Linked DNA regions of Drosophila melanogaster: region 2 is linked to region 1. Evidence: chromatin contacts called from public HiChIP or PLAC-seq data. All regions are on one chromosome and are shown on one strand. The core of a region is the stretch at or near the end of the contact, and the rest is flanking DNA. Distances in the headings are between cores, read along the strand shown. Region 1 holds the start of pan (pangolin). Region 2 overlaps Rnf11 (Ring finger protein 11).

Region 1 (4,489 bases), core at 548-3,047:
TTTATGCGGACAGTCAGGCAGGATATATAATAATATAACACAGCCGTACAATAATTATATTGATAGGTTCCAAAAAGTCGTTTAAAAACGATTTAGAGGTTGAGTTGGATTTGGAAATAGGGAACCGATTCACAGAACATTTATATTTTTTATTCTAAAGTAGTCACGCCAGTAATAGCGAGGTCTATCTTGTTCATCGTTTTAACATTTGTGGATATTATATTATTGTATTAATTTGTGGATATTATTACGTGCACAGTAATAATTAATGAGGTGAGGTCTATATTTTTTGAACTTGTATATATTATAACCTCTCCGAAAATGAAGAAGTCGTTTAAGTAAAATATACATTTTTTTACTCAATTTCTAAAGTCCAATCTTAACAACACTTTTATTCTGATGAAATATTGCTCGGATATGACGGATTATTTTAAATGAAAAAGTTGTATTAGAATAGGAATTTTCGTGTCTTTAAAAGCGTAGTGCAACAATTTTAATAAGTAACTAATAACTATACACATAAAAAATGTAGGTGTTATCATAATATTATTTTGTTAATTTCTTTAAGGTCTTGCAATTTACACAACAATGCATGCGGTTTAAAAATGCTTTTTATGTGTGTTCTCCATCTTCACACCTTTCCACAAAAAAAGGGCTGTAGTTACTAGAAATCTTCATTTCACAAAAAAAAAATAAATAAAAAAAAATAACCTTGCCCTTGCATTTTATTTAAAATAAAAGTTGTATCGACCTGCAAGGACAAATTCTTACTCACTTTTCTCGGAACTAAATGATTAGCAAAATGGAAAAGCGTATGTAAAATATACATACATAGCGATTTGTCACATTTCGGCTTTGGAGGCACGGCGATTTATTCATTACCTGACTGGGCCGTCGGAGATTTGAACTAAACGGATAGGTAGGCAGAACGCGCTGAGGCAAATAGCTAACTACATACTAGTTTAAGGTAACAACTTTGTCGACGCCGACAGCGGCAATAGCAAAAACAAAGCAGAATACGCATCGGCTCAAGACTAATGACACAACGAGTTTCTATTTAGAAACAAGATTGTGGTGTATCAACAGGTAGAGACGAAAACGACAGAGTCTAAACAAAAATATATGCGTAAAACAGAATACAGAAAACTGTATTTTCAGCAAATAAATAAACAAACATCAGGGTGTGTGTGAGTACTGTCGGCTCTCTGCATTCGAAGCAGAGGATCCAATGCCGTGTTTACATATACATGCATAGTTACACGTATACATATATCTATCTGATGAGTATCTACATATATGAACACGACAATGTGGTGTTAACTTTATATTTAAGTTATTAAAACAGAAAATCGGATCTGAAATTAAAATGTTCCCTGAAGAGCGAAAAAGTGCGCACGTTTGACTTTATTGTATAACTTGACCGATGACTGTGGATGTTATTATATTGAACTTAAGCAGGGACACTTACAGTGATGATTTGATTAAACAATCCGAGAGATTAGAGCAGTAAAATTTGAATCCTTTATACGTTAGTTTACTGAAAAGCTATCCACAAAGCCACAAATTTGCAGCAAACTTTTCTGTTATTAAGCACACTTACATGTGAGAAAAATACTAATTGAAAAAGGTTTCACAGTTAAAGGCATACACGCATTAATTAATCAGACACAATATTTTTGTATGTCATACATACATACGTATACTTTTTATCAACACACTTGCACGAGAATTCATTCTTGGGCCAGTCAACGAGTACCGAACGCAGCTTTGATCGCTGCTCTGCCAGCACACGAATGCCGATAAACACTCATATATATATTTGTTTTTGGCTGACATACACTTATACTAACACAGGAAGTTATATATGTTGCATATATGTATATTTATTCATCAAAGCACAATTGGGTGCACCCGCGACGGTAAGGTGATATATTTACACATTTTGTACTTTAAATCAGGCGCATAATTAATTTATACTGAAACAGGCACAAAACAAAGAATGGTACTCTAAAATAATTCCCGGTTCAAAATGTTATCAGATTTAAAACGCCGTACCACGTCTGCGTTGATCGAATTTTTTTTAAATTAGTGCTGGAATAACGACGATGGCAACTGTCGATAAGCAGGCGTGCATCGATGTTCTGCCGCGACAATTCTCGATATTTTGCTTATATCGAATGGCTCGATTAGCATTAAATAATCAAAAAAAATTATAACAAGAATTTTCATTTTTAACTTTTCAATGTTTGTTAGATGTTAAAACACAATAATAAGATTTTTTATTATTTTGGTTCGCTTAAGCTAAAGGTCGATATATTCATTTAAACTCCTAATAGCGGTTTGGGGTCATGCTTAGTTTTTAGAATGGATTATGTACATGATAAACTCATGCAGTTTTCACCCATACGCTACAATTTAAAGATATCGTATTTCGCTAATCACTGAACTTGTCGGGCATTGCCATCCTAATTTTAAAGTTTGGTTGTCGATTAACATTGTACAAATTACATCTCAAGATGGCTGCTCTTGATACGTGCAGATTTCAGAATGATACTTCGAAAATTCACCTCTCGGTGTATGTAGAATTCAGGATGGTAGTTCTTCATATGTGCATAAATCGTATGGCAGCTCCCGATATGTACAAATATCAGGATGGTAAGTTTCAAAATGTGCAAAAATCGGAAGGCACCTCCCGTGATGTGGGAGTTGCCAGGTGGCAACTCATGATATGTATAGGTGTATTTCCCATTAAACGGGCCAGCATTTGACCATTTGACCAGCATTGCCAAGCGTATTTCACCGATCCACGTCATTTTTAAAATAATCGAAATCGAAATGCGAGACCGTTTCTGAACTAGCAGTTGCCTAGCATCCTCCTAAAATTCATGAAGTTATATTGTATGGTGTGCCCCAATACAAAAATTAAAAACATTTATCAATCTTTCTTCATTTTAATTATAAAAATGTATTTAAAAACACTTGGGCCTGTTCCAATTTAACTGTGATGTTATTGATAATGGTAAACGATATCATATGATACGCACACTTTTAAAATTTGCCTTGGACCCAATTAAAAAAACTGACCGCAAGGCGGGATGATCTCGACGCCGAGATATAATGGAATCAAATTAGGCATGCAGATTCAGTTTGTTAAAAATATTTGGATGTTTGGAGAACACGCATAATAAAAAAAAGAGATCAATTTCGTACGCCCATAACTTCTGTAATGAAGCTGTAGTTCTACGTATTTTGGAAAGACCCTATGGCTTAGCCGGTCTCGAGCAACAGCATAGATATATTAGCTTTATACAAAATCATTTAAATGCTTAATTTTGTTCACTTAATTTTTAAAATTTATTTTTTTTTTTATTTATTTTGCTTTATACTAAAAAAAAAAGTCAAAAATAGTAAAATAAAACAAAATTAAGACATTTTACAAAATGATTTTTTTTTATAATTCTTGGCTCGTATCGAATAATTTCAGGATAATGAGACGTTCTTTGCTTACAAAAAAATTGGAATGGAAGATTAAAAATAATAAAATGCAAATATGAATTTACCCAAAACATTTATTCACTGCGTTTATATTTTTCTTATATATTTTTACCGTCTATGATGAAAATTAGTCGTGAGAAGTGAACCAACGCCGGCTGCATTTGTGGCGATGGTCAATAAACGTGACCAAAATACATATTGTTTCCGCTTCTATTACGAGTGACAGAAATGGTAACAATTAAAAAACTAACAAAACATAGAATTGTTTTAATGAAATTTAATTTTTATCAAGATTAGGCGTCAAATATAATAATTAAACCCCATATTAGAAATTAACTAAAACTATAATATAGAAATAATAGCTAGAGCAAAAAACAGCTTAGAACGGCTGATGCTCTTCTATTTTTTGTTATGTATTACAGTTACAAATTTGTTGGTCACGACATTTACTCTTTACTGTTTTCTGTTTATATTTTATTAAACTACAAGCGTAACTGTTCCTTTAAGGTATATTTTACAAGGATTTCGTAGTTTGTACTTCCCATAATACAAGTTGTAGATATATCCTTTGGCTCACTAAAAAGTAATCGTGTACACAGTGCTCCAAAAAATTTTCGGAACGCAGCACAATGAGAAAGCGATATAACACGGACATATTACTGCATACAGGTCTCAAATTATAAAATGACACTCGTGGCCTTTACCAACACTGGTTTCCTTTTTTCCACATACGTCGTCAACGTGATTCGACCTTTTCCGGTTTATTAGTTGAACATGGCAGTCGGCAAAAATAAAGGTCTTTCCAAGGGTGGTAAGAAGGGCGGTAAGAAGAAGGTGGTGGACCCGTTTTCTCGCAAGGACTGGTACGATGTCAAAGCTCCGAATATGTTTCAAACCCGTCAAATCGGTAAAACACTTGTAAACCGCACCCAGGGTCAAAGAATAGCATCGGATTATTTGAAGGGTCGCGTTTTCGAAGTGTCTTTAGCAGACT
Region 2 (4,489 bases), core at 1,300-3,799, 260 kb before region 1:
GTCACCCGTTGTACAATTTTAATCTACTGAACCCCAATTACATCAAGCACCAGCAACAACAGGAACCAAAACTACCACCGCAGACTCAACTCAACGTGTCAAGTGGCATGATGTCGCCGGACATATCTTATATTGACGAAGACCCGCAACAGCAACAGCGTACTTTACACAACGGACTAACTTCCCAGCGCTCATCAATGCCCTCAAACGTCCCTTCTTCCAATCAAAGCTTCTCTAAAATCGCACAAACCTTACAACAAAAAATACGTGGTAACATCGAAACTAAACATTCCAATGGACAGAATGAGACTCGAATTTAAATGGTTTTAGTGGGTGTTTGCACCAAATATGGTTAAGCCTATAACAATTCCAAATTAGACTGGTTATGCTTCTCAAAGCGCAATCCCAAATCAATGGCCCAGCTCAATGTGGCTATTAAAATATTTGTATCCACATGCTTATTTCGAAACAGTATGTTAAAACAAAGGTGAATGCGCGATATTTTTTTGATTAAACTTTTAACTCTAAAGAGGCAAACTTAAATTTATTAATCTCATAAATACAAATGTGCATGTATAGTAAGCGATTTCGAAAATGTAACATTATTTATATGAACACCCAATTATAGAAAGTTAACGAATAGTTCTCTAACTATAATGCCTAACTATTCAATATAAAAAACGTAAGCAAGCATGCATTTTACAAAACTTCGTGTTTTACACAAAAAAAATGTATTACCTCAGTTGTATTATTACTAACACTATTTCAGATCTTATGTGTATTTTCTCTGATTAATGTGTGGTATTACCGAAGTTTTAATCATACGAACTTCGTTGTTCAGTATATTAACCTCCGCTTTCAAATTAACATCACAAAATTTCAATGCCGTTCTTTTCTATATCTAATAATGATATATTTAAACTTTTGTACATTTATACTGAAAATGTCTGTAATAATTAAATTAATTATATATTTAAATATTCAAATATGTTGGTCCATCTACTAGGAAAAATCTATTTTTCACAAATGAATAAAAATGTGGTTTTTCCATTGATATTCTTATTAATCGCTCGTTTGCGTACATGAGCATACGTAATAAATGGGTTAATGTTAGTGCATCAAAAAATGTTTTATATAATAATTAATTTTCTTTAGCATATATAAAACAATTGTCATAATTTCCCATAACAGACCTGGTGTGTCCTTTCCAGAATTATTATTAGGTAAAAATCTTATTCATATCCTCCACTTTTACTACTACTATTACATGATTAATTGTATTTTGATAATTTTTCAAAAACGTACATTGTTATGATAATTACATATTTTTGTTTACTTTTCAACACCTAAACTCTAGTTAAACATATATTTATTTGCTTTTTAAGAATTAAAAAATTAGTACAGTAAAGCCAAAGTGTTTGTAGTGATCCATTTATAGCGGCAAGATTAATATAAATTTCAACCTTTTTATGACTATTTTACTCTTTCCCACTTATATTTTCTGTATTACTTTCTATCTCCCTCTCTTTCTCTTCATTCTTAAAGGTAATAGGCGGCGAATTGCAAGAACGCTTGATTCCGGTCCCATATAGCAAGAGCAACACTGATCAAGCTGTAAGCCTTAACAATTTTGTTTTATGTTATTTTTACAGTTTTAAAATAAGTCGAATTATTAAATTCTATCTCGGCAAAAGCGTAACTATAAGAATGAACGATGATATACTTGTAGTACGTTTGTCTATTCACTAAGAACACAATTTTTTTAAATCGTCTGTTTGTCCGTAATAATAAGGTAATGAAAGGCAAGGCAATTTAATAGGCGTATTGTGTGTCAACCACAAGCTTAATTTAATATGCCGAATTTTTAACCCACCTATATCCAAAATATATATGGTTATATTTCTTTTTTAATTATGATTTAGTTGGTTTTTCGTGCCCACTGGTTTTGCTTTAAACTTCCATCATGTAGAAGAACGATATACTTAGTTTTTTAATGTGTTTGTTCGTCACCACTTAAATAAAATCAAAAAAAGGTTGTCGCATAATGCATGATTAGGCAAATTAATTTTAGATTGCTGATTAATTGGTAAATTACCGAGCTACAGTCCTCCGAATTATGAACAAAATAAGCGAAATATTAAAAAGAATAAGCAACTCATATGAAGTGTTGTTACTGATTATTTGTCCGTCTGAATTAATTGGTATTTGGATATCCCATTATTAACTTAAGATCTATCTTATCATTTATGTGTCGCATCTGCTCGTAGTAAGAATTGTCAAAATAATATTTGTATTTAATTTGAACTAGAAATATACATAAAAGAAAGTATGTTCATATATGTATAATTGGATCTTTAGCTTGAATGATTAAAGATGTTCTTCTTATACTATTGTTTATGTCCCTTTTGTCACTGTTCTTGGTGTTGTTCTTTTCTTTTTACTAAATGTACGCTTAGATACGAGTGGTAAACGCATTCCGCCAGGGTCTGGACGCCCGTTACGGTGATCACACCAACACATCCCTGGCAGAGGTACTGCGTAAGCAGACTTCGTTGAGCAAACGCCTTTCGGAAACGTCTTCCATTGAGTATGCCGATAATATACCTGATGAGCTGACCATACCCGAAATTGATGTCGAACGTCTATCATCCCACAGTCACACTGAAACTGCAGTTTAAATTTCAGTGGCATCCATATCCATATAAAAATAAACCGCACACATTCTCAGAAATAACAATTCTAAGAAATCCTTAGCACAGCTTGGAATTTTTATAAAAAAAGGTTTTGTTCAGGATAACAGCAATGTAGCTGTGAATTGGTTAAAAAGCATTTTGTAATTCAGCAAAAATAATCCGTAAAAAAAATGTAAATTTCTAATTTTTTTTGTTAGTATGTATGCTAACAAAATATATAAAGTACTTAATATTAATATAATTGTAATGCAAGGGCATACATACATTGATTATAACCACCTTTAACTCAAAATGTAAGCGGATCGGTTTTGTCTCGCACACTGAAGCCATTAATTAATATTTTATCGTCTTACATGTAATAAATGATTCAATGAATAAACATGTTTTATTTACTTACACGTGGAAAAGGTTAGCACTATAATAAATCGACCAAACGGTGCAAAAGAAACAGAAAAGCACGGATCTATAACGAGGACCAGAACTTTTTTCAAATTTAAATGTTCGTGCTATTTCGGCAAAAATCCTCAGGTACTCTGTCTTGAATCAAAAGCCAGAATTCATTCATCTAAATCTACGCACGTATTGTTTCGTAATTAAGATAATAAAGAACAATCCGACTCTGTTGAAGTTAATTTCATGGCCGTCGAATTGCTTTGTGAGCTAAGCTGCAAACAATACGTATGTTAGTAAAAATCGATCATAAGAAATAGATGAGAACACATTTTCGCTTTTATCCTGTAACTTTTTATGCTAAGCTTGTTTTTTATTTCATTTTTAACAATTCATGATATAGTAAAAAACGAAAGGATTCGTCTTCGTAAACTTTAAAATTATAAGAATTATTCTGGACATTCACCATGTATGCTATGAGCAGGAGAGAGCCAAAAGGGCTACCCAGAATCCAACAAGACCCATACTTATACAGAAATGAAATGAATGCCGGAATTAAATAAATCTCACATTTTATTTAATCTTTTTTTGTTATACCAAATATAGAATTAATGTTGGTAAAACAATTTATATATATATTGTAATAAGTAATAAGTAATAGCTCAGTGTAATAGATATTGAATAGCTCAGAGCGTCTGTTCCGTTTGAATCGTTTTATTTGAATGAATCCTATGTTGCTGTCTTTGGGTACAGCTACCCGTACATGGTGTTCTTACATATTGTACATATTGTATATATTGTATATACATATACATGTGTATGCAGAAGGCATACATATGTTATGTATGGCTTGACCACTTGAGCTGCTAAGTGCATGCTCAGCATTCTCACGCTCCGCGATCGGCTTATGTATAAGCGTTAGATCGTATTTCATTGGCTGGAGTGTTTATGTAAGTGCATGTGGTCTTTGATGTGAATTATGTTTATTTGTGTTTGCAACAAAGTGTCACAATGTATGTACGTTACTTATATATATGTAGAGTAGAGTTATAGTGAGGGTAGATACACTACACCTCCCTTTTTAGAGAAATGACGTAATATATGTAGTCATTTAATTAATTAAAACATTTTTTTTCTTATATTATTTCTTATTTATCCTTTCTATTAGAAAAAGTTTGGTCTCAGAATAATTTGTGTAAAAGAATTTTTTTTTTTTTATATTTTTTTTTTTTTTTGTTGTTTATAATTACGTTATGCTTCTATTTTTAACTTTCTTAGACAAAAACTTATTAAATTTTTTTTTTCGGTTGATCAGACCCTTTTTTTTTTTTTTTAGTTATTTATTTTGTATAAAACGTTTCATTAATTATATATTTTTAACCTATCCTTATGAACTTTCTGTTCTT

What was found. HiChIP or PLAC-seq counts read pairs in DNA pulled down with a chosen protein or histone mark.
Region 2: a contact with region 1 is called in an H3K27ac HiChIP or PLAC-seq map of the Kc167 cell line, with 2.8 times the contacts expected there. The contact joins the enhancer-like site here to the promoter of pan in region 1. A contact is called at or near these places in 3 of 107 Hi-C or Micro-C datasets (the Kc167 cell line and the S2 cell line) and 1 of 6 datasets of contacts at active chromatin or transcription factors (the Kc167 cell line).

What each region holds. Positions count from the first base shown.
Region 1 is chr4:66,961-71,449 of dm6, reverse strand. It overlaps pan (pangolin), which reads right to left and starts at 1,797. Exons shown (of 12, transcript NM_001258477.2): 1 at 1,469-1,797. RpS3A (Ribosomal protein S3A) reads left to right here and starts at 4,243. Exons shown (of 4, transcript NM_001258475.2): 1 at 4,243-4,489. The coding sequence starts at 4,270.
Region 2 is chr4:327,396-331,884 of dm6, reverse strand. It overlaps Rnf11 (Ring finger protein 11), which reads right to left. Exons shown (of 4, transcript NM_001272124.1): 4 at 498-3,722. It overlaps PMCA (plasma membrane calcium ATPase), which reads left to right. Exons shown (of 18, transcript NM_001201587.2): 18 at 2,457-3,692. The coding sequence ends at 2,678. Among named protein-coding and RNA genes, the nearest start is that of Rnf11, 15 kb to the right of the region's middle. Within about 2 kb of position 2,549, at least 9 of the 39 cell types and tissues checked have an H3K27ac peak or open chromatin away from gene starts, as enhancers often do. A contact at or near this core is called in the Kc167 cell line, where this site is marked.